3 separate regions of the Mus musculus genome follow, and regions 1 and 2 are each linked to region 3. The links are chromatin contacts, called in public HiChIP or PLAC-seq and promoter capture Hi-C maps. All regions are on one chromosome and are shown on one strand. Each heading gives the region's core, a stretch centred on a gene start, on an enhancer-like site or on the middle of the called end of the contact. The rest is flanking DNA. Distances are from core to core; before and after follow the strand shown. Region 1 holds the start of Relt (RELT tumor necrosis factor receptor). Region 2 holds the start of P4ha3 (procollagen-proline, 2-oxoglutarate 4-dioxygenase (proline 4-hydroxylase), alpha polypeptide III). Region 3 holds the start of Mrpl48 (mitochondrial ribosomal protein L48).

What was found. HiChIP or PLAC-seq counts read pairs in DNA pulled down with a chosen protein or histone mark. Capture Hi-C pulls out chosen DNA fragments and counts their contacts.
Region 1: a promoter capture Hi-C map of adipose tissue shows a contact between it and region 3. The contact joins the promoter of Relt here to the promoter of Mrpl48 in region 3. A contact is called at or near these places in 10 of 39 promoter capture datasets (the 3T3-L1 cell line, the C10 cell line, cranial neural crest and 6 more), 9 of 115 datasets of contacts at active chromatin or transcription factors (astrocytes, effector CD8 T cells, embryonic basal ganglia and 6 more) and 2 of 9 other capture datasets (adipose tissue and liver).
Region 2: a FOXA1 HiChIP or PLAC-seq map of pancreatic cancer cells shows a contact between it and region 3. The contact joins the promoter of P4ha3 here to the promoter of Mrpl48 in region 3. A contact is called at or near these places in 3 of 39 promoter capture datasets (embryonic stem cells, neural stem cells and stem cell-derived epiblast-like cells), 1 of 115 datasets of contacts at active chromatin or transcription factors (pancreatic cancer cells) and 1 of 9 other capture datasets (pancreatic islet).

The regions. Positions count from the first base shown.
Region 1 is chr7:100,860,957-100,865,165 of GRCm38.p6, reverse strand. Relt (RELT tumor necrosis factor receptor) reads left to right here and starts at 1,753. Exons shown (of 11, transcript NM_177073.6): 1 at 1,753-1,872.
Region 2 is chr7:100,283,838-100,287,612 of GRCm38.p6, reverse strand. P4ha3 (procollagen-proline, 2-oxoglutarate 4-dioxygenase (proline 4-hydroxylase), alpha polypeptide III) reads right to left here and starts at 2,093. Exons shown (of 13, transcript NM_177161.4): 1 at 1,887-2,093. The coding sequence starts at 2,080.
Region 3 is chr7:100,581,701-100,585,453 of GRCm38.p6, reverse strand. Mrpl48 (mitochondrial ribosomal protein L48) reads left to right here and starts at 2,324. Exons shown (of 8, transcript NM_198831.3): 1 at 2,324-2,464. The coding sequence starts at 2,444.

The DNA of each region.
Region 1 (4,209 bases), core at 504-3,003, 280 kb before region 3:
TGGGGTTAGAAGCACAAGTCACTAGGCCTGCTGCGCTCATGATTTTGACACCAGTAACGTGGAACTTTTTCTGCCCTGTCCCCAAAACCTGGGCTCAGCCAGGTTAATGGAAACTCTCCCCTCCCTCTCGTCTCTCAGGTGTCCAGTTCTCCTCCTGGAATTTCCCAGGCTCTGGGGACCTGACCTTTCCTTTCCTTTCCTTTCCTTTCCTTTCCTTTCCTTTCCTTTCCTTTCCTTTCCTTTCCTTTCCTTTCCTTTCTGTGGCTCAAATTCTATGACTTAATTTGTTTACCAGCCCACCCATTCCCAACAGACATATTTACTTCCTCAACCTCTTCCGTGAGCTGTGATTATCCTGATTCCAGCCAGGCCTCTGTCTCCCGCACTGGGCTCCTCTGTGCTGTCCGAGTTTCATCTCATCCTGCTCTCCTGGCCACCTTAGATTCTTTGAATGATGCTGGGGGAGTGGGAAGGTAACGGAAGAGAAGGCTGTGGGAGCTGAGATGTGCTACTGCTAGTGCCACCGCACCACTACTGCTACTACCACCGCACCATACCACACACGGGCCCAGTTTATAACCATTGCAAGAGTGCAATGGTTACTTACTGCCTGGCTTCTACAACGATGTCTCATAGTGTTGGTCACTCTTTTTGTGTTTGCTTGCTTGTGAAACAATGTCTCCATATGTAGCCCAGGCTGGCTTGGAACTCAGGAGCTTCCTGCCTCTGCCTCCCAAATCCTGGCCTCCCAGTCCGTTACTTCTCCTGTCCTCCACTGGACACTGCGATGGCTGGCATTGGTGATAGAAGAGTGGGACCGCTGGTGTTAGGGGAGAGGATTGTCATTGTCATACCTACTTGGGGGAGGAACCAGCTACCCTGAAGGAAGGGGTATTTAGGCCAGGTTCCAAAGGAATTCACCAGGTGAGCATTCCTTATAGTCTCTCTTATTAGCTAGGTGGGGGATTCTAGAAACCAGCTTGGGTCTCATCCAAGACACTGAGGGTGCTCTTACCCACAACCAATTCCAAAGACTATTCCCAGGCAGTGGCAGCTGTGGCCCTAGTTACACAGGCAATGGTGACAGGATCTGAGTAGCATTCATGTCTCAAGCACCTTTTCGCTGCATCACACAAGCCCAGATTTCTTGGTTCGGAGCACACACACACACACACACACACACACACACACGCCCGCACGCGCGCGCGCACACACACACACACACCACACACACACACACACACACACACACGCCCGCACGCGCGCGCACACACACACACACACACACCACACATACACACACACACACACACACACACACACACACACACACACACACACGGCCGCGCCTCCCTGATGCGCCCCAAGGGATGCATGCGCACACACACACACACACACACCACACATACACACACACACACACACACACACACACACACACACACACACACACACACACACACACACACACACACACACACACACACACACACACACACACACACACACACACACACACACGGCCGCGCCTCCCTGATGCGCCCCAAGGGATGCATCTGAAGAACATCCTAGTCGTAGCCCCTGCAGTTCCTAGGAGGCTCAAGAGGTGGCGATGCGGAGCAGCGTGGCCTGGCGGGAGAATCGTGAGCCCTTGGCCCGCAGAGGGGCTCGGGGTTAGGGGCCGCAAGTCGGAGCTCTGACGTCGGGGGCGGGGCCAGAAGCCGTGACGCGAGGGGAGGGGCCGCGCAGCTTCCCGGCCAGGCCGGCGATTCATTCAAAAGGCGCGCAGGCTGCGCGGCCGGCCCCGAGCGCTCGCCTAGCGGGGCCCCGGCGCCGCGTCGGACGCTGAGCGAAGCTGGTGCTGCGGGCCAGGTAAGGAGGGTGCGCACGGCCCTCAGCCCCGCTCCGCTGCTCCGAGGAAGTTCTCCTGAGCGGCGGATGCGTCAGCCCCGCTCTCCTGCCCAGTCCCGTCCCATCCTGGTGCTGTCTACGCGTCCCGGAGCCCCCGGGCTGCGCGTCCTCCCGGCACCGCGCGCGGCGCAGTCTGTCAGAAGGTGCGCGAGAGGAAGCAGCGGAACTTGGCGTGCAAGGGGTCGGGGGAGCCCGGGAAACTTGGACTGACACCAAAGGCCGGCTGCGGGACGGGACGGCGGCGCCTCGGTGCGGCTGCAGCGCGGGGCGGCCGGGAAGGGGGGGGGTGTTCTGAACGGTGTCAGCCAGTGACTGTGGGTGACACGGCGCATGAGGCGGCCTGGCCCGGGCGAACGTGTGGCTGGGACACTGGGCGGTGACGCCGAGCCTAGCGGGCGACACAGAGGGGCTCTGTGTGTGAGGCAGGCAGAGTGTGTGTGATTGTGTATGTGAGAGACCCCAGGTCACTGGGGTCACTGTGTGTGGCCGGCCTGTAGTGTGACCCGGGCTAGTTGTGAGTATAAGGTAGAACAGAGGAACCCTAAATAACTTAAGCAAGCCCTGAATCACGGGGTCATAGGGTGCATGTGGGACGGGGTGGGGGGGGAGGGAGGAGAGAGAGAGAGAGAGAGAGAGAGAGAGAGAGAGAGAGAGAGAGAGAGAGAGACTGTCTGCCTGCCTGCCTGCCTAGGATAGAGTAAGACAAGGAGGAACCTGACACCTTCCAGTGTTTGAGGGGCCAAGGAAGATCAGGAGTCTAGGGAATAAAGATCTCTCTCCAAGACACCCTTAGAGTTCAGTTTAGTGAGTTTGCACGCAGACATGACCTAGCAGAGGAAGCCAGAATTGGGTGGGCTAGCCCCTCTGGCACAGAGAAGACCTGAGGTGGTCTCAGTCTCCACTCCACTCCACGCTCACACACACACACACACACACACACACACACACACACACACACTGAAGTCCCCAACATCTAGCAAGGCACTGTGTATTCTGTTTTGTGATCAGATCTACCCCTGCTAAGCCTCAGTCTCCCAGTCTGCAGAGAGGTGTGAATAGCCTGTGAATCATCACTTTGGGATCCTCTATTGTTTTTGGGTCAGTCTTCTCCATTCTCCTCTCCCCTCCAGACAGAAAGACTGCAGTGGGGGTGGGGGCAGGCGTCTGCTTGTGACACAATGGAGTGGTCCAAGGTTCCCATGTGTTGGTGAACAGTTGGAAACAGTCTTGCTCACAGTTGGTCAAGAAGATGTCAGGCTCCCACTCAAAAGCCACTGGCCCTTTAGATACTGAAACCTCAATCCAAAGACACTTCTCTACCCAGGTCTCCTTTTTCAGCCCCCTGGTTGGAAAGAGAGGGAATATTTGTTCTCCGGCAATGAATGGTCTGTTCTGATCTGGTCTTGGAGTTCTTGCTTGGTCTCTGGAAAAGGCCATTCTGAGACTCCTGCTCCCACAAGAGGGGCAGTGCCTCAATTTATGTAGAATGGGTGGCATCTGGGCTCCCTAGCTCCAGAGGTGGCAGTAGCGATGGGGTACCACATCTGATAGAAGTAGTATGTGGAGGGTCTGTTTTTGGTGACCCTCTGGAAGGGGGGCTTGACATTGGGGTGGGGGACAGTGACAGGCTTTCCTTTAAACACTTCATAATGTGCTGTTTTGTTGAATCCTTACAGCGGTTCTAAGATGTGGTGACTCTTAGAGGAACTGAGGCCCAGAGAACCACAGTGGCTTGTCCAAGGTCACATAGACTCAGGACAGTGCCAGGACTGGGATTCAAGCCTGCCTGTGAGGTGCTTGGAGAGGATCACCACTTTCCTGGTAGTTGCTCTTGGCATATCTGAGCTCCCATCTATCAGACTTGGGCTGGCAGGCCTGGTAGGCCTGGCACAGGTGCCCCAATTGAGTTTGTAGTGAGATTCGCATGCCCACGTGGCTAACAAATTGCAAGTGGGCGTTTTTAGTCTTCTTGTTCCTTCTCCGCCTCTGAGCCAGAGATCACCAGGAAGACCTATCTCCTGCCTTTTAGAGCCTGCAGCTGGTCTTGGAAACATGTATCCTGGCTCTGAAGTATCTGGAGTAGCAGCACAGCCTGGGGTGCAAGGATGGTGACCTTCATCATACTTAAGATGTCCCCAACCCCCTATCTTTGACTCTCTCATTTGCTGTGGTGGAGAGCAAATGGAGTGACCTTGTGCTTACCCTACCCAGTCTGGGTCTCTGTCTCCCCATTCTTCCCAACAACTCTTTCTAATTCTGATCATTGCTGTGCTCAGCCTAGAGCTGAGGCTGGGGATC
Region 2 (3,775 bases), core at 844-3,343, 300 kb after region 3:
TAATCATCTGAGAAACGGATCTGGGATTTTAAAAATTCCCTTTTTAATCTTTTAGAATCCCAGCTAGTGCTTCCATTGGCAGGGTTAATTTAATACTTAGTCACTGAGCAGCGGTGGTCTGCTCTTGTGTTGCTTGGTTCACAGCAGTCTTCCTGCCTCAGCCTCCCCACTGCGCCGAGTCTACTTGATCAGCCAGCCTTGAAGAGTCATAGGGAGTTAACATTTTTTCAGTAACTTACTACATGTTAAGCTCAATGATAAATAACTTTACCTGGACACAATCGTTCCAAGAACCCTATGGGAATAACCATTAAAGCATCATTGTTTAGATTAGGAAACTAAAGCTTAAAGATATAACACGGTCAGAGTCAAAAATTCAGAGACCTGTTGAGCTCCTGAATCTAGACTCTGAGTCACTTGGTACCCACAGTGTTCCACACACTTTCTCCTGCATTGGCTTTCTCCTCTTCCTCCTCTTCTTTTCCTCCTCCTCCATCTCCTCCTCCTCTCCTTTTTCCCTTCTTCCTCCTCTTCCCTTTTTTCTCCTCCTCCTCCTCCTTTTTTTTAGTATAGACAGGTGTCTTTTATTAGCTTTTCCTAAACTTGTCTCCTGCTTACAGCCTGTTTTTCTTAGTGTAAGAATGTAATCTGCAGGTTTTTTTTTTTTAACAAACCAATTTGATACTGCAACTCAAACAAATGCGTGTCTAACTACAAGCCATCAGTTGCCACCAATGGCATTTGAAGAGCAGACTGCAGGATTAAGCCAACCCTTACGAAACTGGCTGTCCTTCATGACCATTTCTTATAAACATTTGTGGGAGTGGAGCAGGGCGGGTTGGCATGGGAATGGATTTGAAATTTAAAGTTACTGGAAATCAAATGATGTGCTTCTGCTCTGTCTAGACAAGTTTGTAAGATCAATTGGATTTATGTGGAAACAACTGTGCCTTATAGTCCGTGGGCTTCTCAGTGTCCAAAGCAAAGAAGGCACAAGACATGTTGGTATCATATGCAAGCATTCCTTTTTCATCTTGGACACTGATTAGTGCTCTAAGTCCCACACTTTACAACAGTTTACCTTCCAGGATCTAACTCTACTTTGCTGACTGCATAAAAAATAATGTTGGCTGTGTGTTTGTGCACACTACTCCCAGTATTACCCCGTGTGAAGTAGTTTTTCACAGTGTTTTCTTTGGAGTCAGACATTTTCACATACATACAACCTCTCAGCTACTACTTACATTCAGAGAACTTTTACCCATGGAAAAAGAAATAAGAGCTATAATGGTCACCACAGCATTCTACTGTGTCAGCAGTAACTTGACAAGAAGTCCAAGGTCATTTGCTGCTTGACACAGTATTTGTGAGATCCAACTGGACTCTAGAATCTCCATGCTACCTACACTTTTTCACAGTGTATCAACTTGGACATGTGAAGGTGGATGGGGGGTGGTGTCACACCCCGGGGTGTGTGTTTGTGTGTGACAGAGACAGAGAGTGAGAGACAGAGAGACAGGGAGAGACAGAGAAACAGAAAGAGACAGAGACACGGACAAACACACATACATACAGACACATAGACACAGAGAGAGACAGAGACCGGAACAGAGAGACAGAGACACACACACAAAGAGGCAGAGAGACAGGCACAGAGACAAAGAGACAGACACAGACAGACAGACAGACAGACACAGAGAGTGAGAGAGAGGGAGAGAGAGAGAGAGAGAGAGAGAGAGAGAGAGAGTGACACAGAACTCCTCATTCCCCTTCAAAGTGTCTCAGGGTCCCCACCACATGACAGTTGGGTCTGGAAGTCACTTTGGGCCTCAGTTACTCCTCACCCTCAGTCGCTGAGCATCCCGGCTCCCTGGAGACGCCCTCACCTGGTCAAGTCGCGCAGCCGCGCCTCCTCGCCGCGCAGGTAGCGCCTCAGTGTCCCCAGCAGCCTGCGCTCGGGCGCCAGGGCGCGCGCCACGCTGGTCAGCGCGGAGAACGTGTCCTCCCGCCCCGTGGCCGCCGCGGGGTCTCCCCCGAGCGCCAGCAGCGCCAGCAGAGCCAGCCGCGCCCCTGGGCCCATCGCAGGGTCGCGCGTCCCTCCGCGCTCTCGCCCGGCGCCGCCCCGGCCCGCCCGCCCGCCCGCAGCCTTCCGTCGCCCGCCCTTGGCCGCCTCCGTCCCCTCAGCACTGAATTCCTTAGTGCCTGGCCCGCCGCTAACTCCACACTGATTCCACCGTGCCTGTCACATTTGGGGGAACTGAGGCGAGCGCGGGTGAGCAGTGATTTCTCTAGTTACAGCCGTGCTGAGCCATCATCCAAATTCCTCCTGTGGGACAGGGGAGGACACAAAAACCTCTGGATTATGAGGGGAACTCCAAAGGGTGACACAGCATGGTGACAGAAGTGCAGGTGGCTGGGGCAGAGGGGTAAAGTCTTCACAGAGGACAGGACCTCAGGTGATCTTGAAAGATGGCTAGGACTTACAGAAGCTGAAACTCTAGGATCGAGTCACTACAGAGTCACACAAAAATACCATCATTATATTCTACTAGGCTGCTTGTTTCTTTCACCCCGCTATCCCTTTTGCCCAGCAATGTTTATTCATTTACTCATTCATTTAAGTGTTCAGTAACATCTGTGCTATAGTAGGTGCAGATGCAGCCCGCTGCTCATAAAGGGAAATGGAAATGTAAACCACCATAAAAACACAAAATGGGCAACCACAGGCTGTGTGCAATGGGTGAGGACCTCATCCCCAAAGAGGGGCTTCCCCTGGCATGCTTTGATGGGGAGAGAGCTTCACAGAGTCAATGTGTGTAGTTCTAACAGTATCTTGACTTTAGGCCATCCTGGATTATCCTGGTGAGCTCAACGCAGTTGCCAAGGTCCTTTTAAAAAGGCAAAGAAAAAGCCGGGCGGTGGTGGCCCACGCCTTTAATCCCAGCACTTGGGAGGCAGAGAAACCCTGTCTCGAAAAACAAACAAACAAACGGCAAAGAAAGATACAGGACAATAACAGCCAAATCAGAGACTTGATGATGCTGTGTTGCGACTTTGAAAATGGATAAACGGTCTGTGAGTAACAGGTTGTAGGTAGCTTCTAGAAGGTTGAGAAGGCTGGGGGACAGATCTTTCCTAGTCTGCAGGAAGAACAGATCTGCCAATACCTTGATTTTATCTCGTGACACCTATTCGTTACGGTTTGAATTTGAAATGAACCTCACAGTTTCATCCTCTTGAATACTTGGTAAAAACCAAGCTATGGAGCTTTGGGGAAGTAGGGCTTACATACTCCACTAGGTTCACTAAGGCTTCACTGCTGGCCAGAGCCATCAGGTTTCTGTCTGCTGGATGTGAGCACCGGCCACATATGCTAGCCACCAGACGGGGCAAGACCTGCCAACACACCTTCCTTTTCATGATGGGCTCCAGGAGTCAAAGAAATCTTTTCTCTGTTACAGTGTGTCTGTCAGATATCTGGTCACAGTGCTGAAAAAGTCTAATACATCGGTTCAGACTTCTGAATTCTGAGGCAGTAGGATAAAAAAATCTGGGTTATTATAAGCCCCAGAGTTTGTGATAACTTGTCTAAGCAATAGGAAACTTGGGCGGGTGAGAAGGCCAGCAGCTAAGAGTGCATACACACTGCTCTTACTGAAGGCCTGAGCTGAGTTTTCCCCATCCACGTCCATATAGGGTGTTACATAAATTATTGTATGTTAAACCAACCTCAAATGCCTAATGTAAATCCTCTTAGGTCACAATGCACATTCAC
Region 3 (3,753 bases), core at 1,075-3,574:
TGTGCTCTTCTAGGGTGTCTGTCTGAAAACAGCTACAGTGTACTTACATATAATAAATAAATGAATCTTTTAAAAAAATTAATTTTCTCTTATTTGAGGAAGGGTCATCATTCTATTTAGGCCTTCTTTTGTTTGGGTGAGGTCCACTCCCATTAGGGAGGGCATTTTATTCATTTAAATGTTACTCTCATCCCTAGATATCATAACAAAAACATCCAGAATAATGTTTCACCAAGTATCTGGTTGCCACATTGCTCAGTAAATCTGGCACATAAGATTGATCGTAATAGTCTCCTTGTCTTCTGCCCCATATGAGAGAAATAGATTTAGCAACAGCAGTGTTGCTGAGTCTTTGGAATTTCATTCTAAGATAGATGAAACATTAGGATCTTGGAAGGAACGCTGACAAAAAAACCATACCATCAATGCAGCCCAGTTCATATTTACCACTTAAAAGAGATTTTATTTTTATTTATGTGCATGTGTCTGTGTCTGTAAACACAGGTATCTGAGGAGGTCAGAGGGGTTACTGAATCCCCAGAGGTGGAGTTGCAGAAGGTTATGAGCCTTCTGATCTAGGGACAGAGAACCTAACTCAGGTCCTCTGCAAGAGCCACAAGAGTTCTTAACTGCTGAGCCATCTCTCCAGCCCTTTATTTTTCGTTTTTGTTTGTTTCATTTATTTTTTTCAAGACAAGGTTTCTTTGTGTAGCTCTGGCTGTCCTGCAACTCATTTTGTAGACCAGGCTGGCCTCAAACTCAGAGATCCACCTGCCTCTGCTTCCCAGTACCAGGATGTACCCCACTACCACTCATGCTCCAGCCCTTATTTACTAGTTTTGACACTTTTTCTGTGTTAAAAACAGCAACAGTAGCAAAATAAAGTAACCGTTGCACATTCGTTATTTCACCCAATGCTGACTTTATTGTATGCCTCAGGTACTCCCTCTGTACACAGAGTTTATATGCCTATCTTGGTGACATGAATTTCTTATTGCTCTGTAATGATTTAAATGTGCCATTTAAGGGCAGGAACCACAAGCTATTCATTTTTGTGTTCCCAGGATTCCATCAAAGGACTGGCAAAAGGTATTGCTAATTAAATAGTTGGTAGCTGAGTGTAGTGGCCTAAGCTTGTTATCAAAGCACCTTGGAGGCAAATACAAATTCAGAGCCAGCCTGGTCTACCCTGAGAGACCTTTGTCTGTAAAATCGAGCAGTTTCTCTCCGGGAGGCTTGTGAGGAATAAAGCGAGCTACTGAATATGCCAGCAAGATTTTGATGAAGGGACCCTGGTCTCATATGAGGCTATGTCAGTGCCTGGCAAATACAGAAGTGGATACTCACAGTCATCTATACGATGGAACACAGGGCCCCCAATGAAGAAGCTAGAGAAAGCACCCAAGGAGCTGAAGGTCTGCAACCTTATAGGTGGAACAACAATATGAACTGACCAGTACCCTCAGAGCTCGTGTCTCTAGCTGCATATGTAGCAGAAGATGACCTAGTTGACCATCACTGGGAAGAGAGGTCCTTTGGTATTGCAAACTTTATATGCCCTAGTACAGGGGAATGCCAGGGCCAAGAAGTGGGAGTGGGTGGGTAGGGGAGCAGGTCGGGGAGAGGGTATAGGGAACTTTCAGGATAGATTTGAAATTTGAAATGTATATAAAGAAAATATCTAATAAAAAAAAAAAAAGAAGAAGAAGAAGAAGCCAGGCTTGGTGGTGCATGCCTTTAATCCCAGCACTTGGGAGGCAGAGGCAGGCTGATTTCTGAGTTCGAGGCCAGCCTGGTCTACAAAGTGAGTTCCAGGACAGCCAGGGCTACAGAGAAACCCTGTCTCAAAAAACCAAACCAAAACAAACAAACAAGCAAACAAAAACAAAAAAAGAAAAAAAAAACTGTGAGCTACTGAACGAAAAGTATTGCACATCATGGCCTCTCAATAAAAGATAATTATTCTTAATTACTATGAGGATATGGAACGCTAGGAAAGTTCACCTGGGGTTAATCAGCTCCAAAGTCGAGGTAACAAGTCAAGATTTGCATACGAGACGCTGGAATAAATTAACCAGACAGGATCTGTGTCCTAAAGGAATTCAATCAAAATAGAGAAGAGAGACATTAAATAATATGTAGTCTCATAGGTGAGATACCAAAATTATGTGAAAAGCACTCGGTAACAAAGACGGCAATCCATACTGCCCAGAGAAATCACAGGGAAGGTGACAGGAGCTGGGGTGAGGGTGGAATCTGGGGAGAGTTTTATCCCTTGGGTTTTAAAAACTTCCGGAACCAAGATGCTGCGTGAGCAGAAAGCGTCTCGGTAGGATTTGGTGGACGGACGTGATGAAGACCTTTCCGGCCCTGTTTCCAGACGCCTGGGGTCGTGATTGCTAGGGTGGATCTTCGGTTTGCTCAGAAGCCGCTGTGGTCGAGAATGAGCGGAACCCTGGGAAAGGTAACGCAGATTCCACGCACGTAGGGAGCTGAGGAAAGCGGAAGGGAAAGCAGAGCTGGAAGGTGTTTGCGTGCGGACGTTTAGGCCTAGGACTCTGCGAACAGGCCTTTCCCAGCAGTCCCTGCGGCGCCTCACTGTCAATTCTTTCCCCGGCCCAGGGCGAGCTTGCCAGTCTCGTGCCACGCCCCCTCCACTTGTCACCCTCGCTGCCTCGTGCCTAGGAAAGGGAGAGTCCCCACACACGGAATATCGTCCCCTTAAATTGTCTGACCTTGGGCAGGTCATCTACTTTTTACATTTAATCATCTTTTAAGAGAATCCTCGCTGAAGTGGTTGGGATGTGAATGAAGTTACTCGGTGATAAGAGGAATACAATAATGATAAATTACACTTTTGCTTACAAAATCTTATTTGAGAGCATTTCATAAAACCGAGCGAACCAACCATTTCGTTTTGTTACTCTTGGCTTCCAAAATATTAAGAGACTATTGCAGAACCAGGTGAGCCTTCTTTCCTTTTATGAGACGAGGTCTCATCATGTAGCCCAGACTGCTCATGACACAAGTCTCCTGCATCAGTTCCCCCCAGTGCTTGGATAACAAGTACGCATCACTACCCCAAGCCACACTACCATTCTTAAATCTGGTCCTTGTTTTTCTCTTCCCTTAACAAAGTTACCAGATCTCAGTTGGTCTTTTCCACTTGTGTCATATTGCTTAGGTTGTTGTTGTTCCTGTTCTCTTCGTATTGGGGTTTTATTCCAGGCATTAATTATAGAGACTTTATCACCATAATGTATGTATAAATCAATATGGTCATTGCCATTTTTGGATGTGGGACTACCCTTGAATGTCTCTAAATTTGAGTTTCTCATCCCATCCTTCATGAAGGGACCCACTAGTTCTCTTTAGCCAATTTGTGATAACAGGTCTGCTGCAAAGATAATAGAAATAAACTTCAACATTCCATTCTATTCTCTGGTTCTATTTATCTTCTTTCCAAGGAAGGAAGAGAAGATCAGTATGCAAGGAATATAATTTGCAATAGTGCAGAAGAATCCATGGAAACCTGGCACTAAGGCCATCATCTAACAAAGCCAGGAATTGGGGTAGTGTCTTTAATCATAGAACTTGGGAGGCAGAGGTAGGAGGATCAGGAGTTCAAGGACAGCTGTGATTATAGATTTAGTTTGAAGCCAACCAACCTAAGCTACTTGAAACCTGACCTCAAAAAGTAAAAGAAAAAGAAAAACAAGCCCAAAAGTATAATAGAGGATACTGCAAATAGGA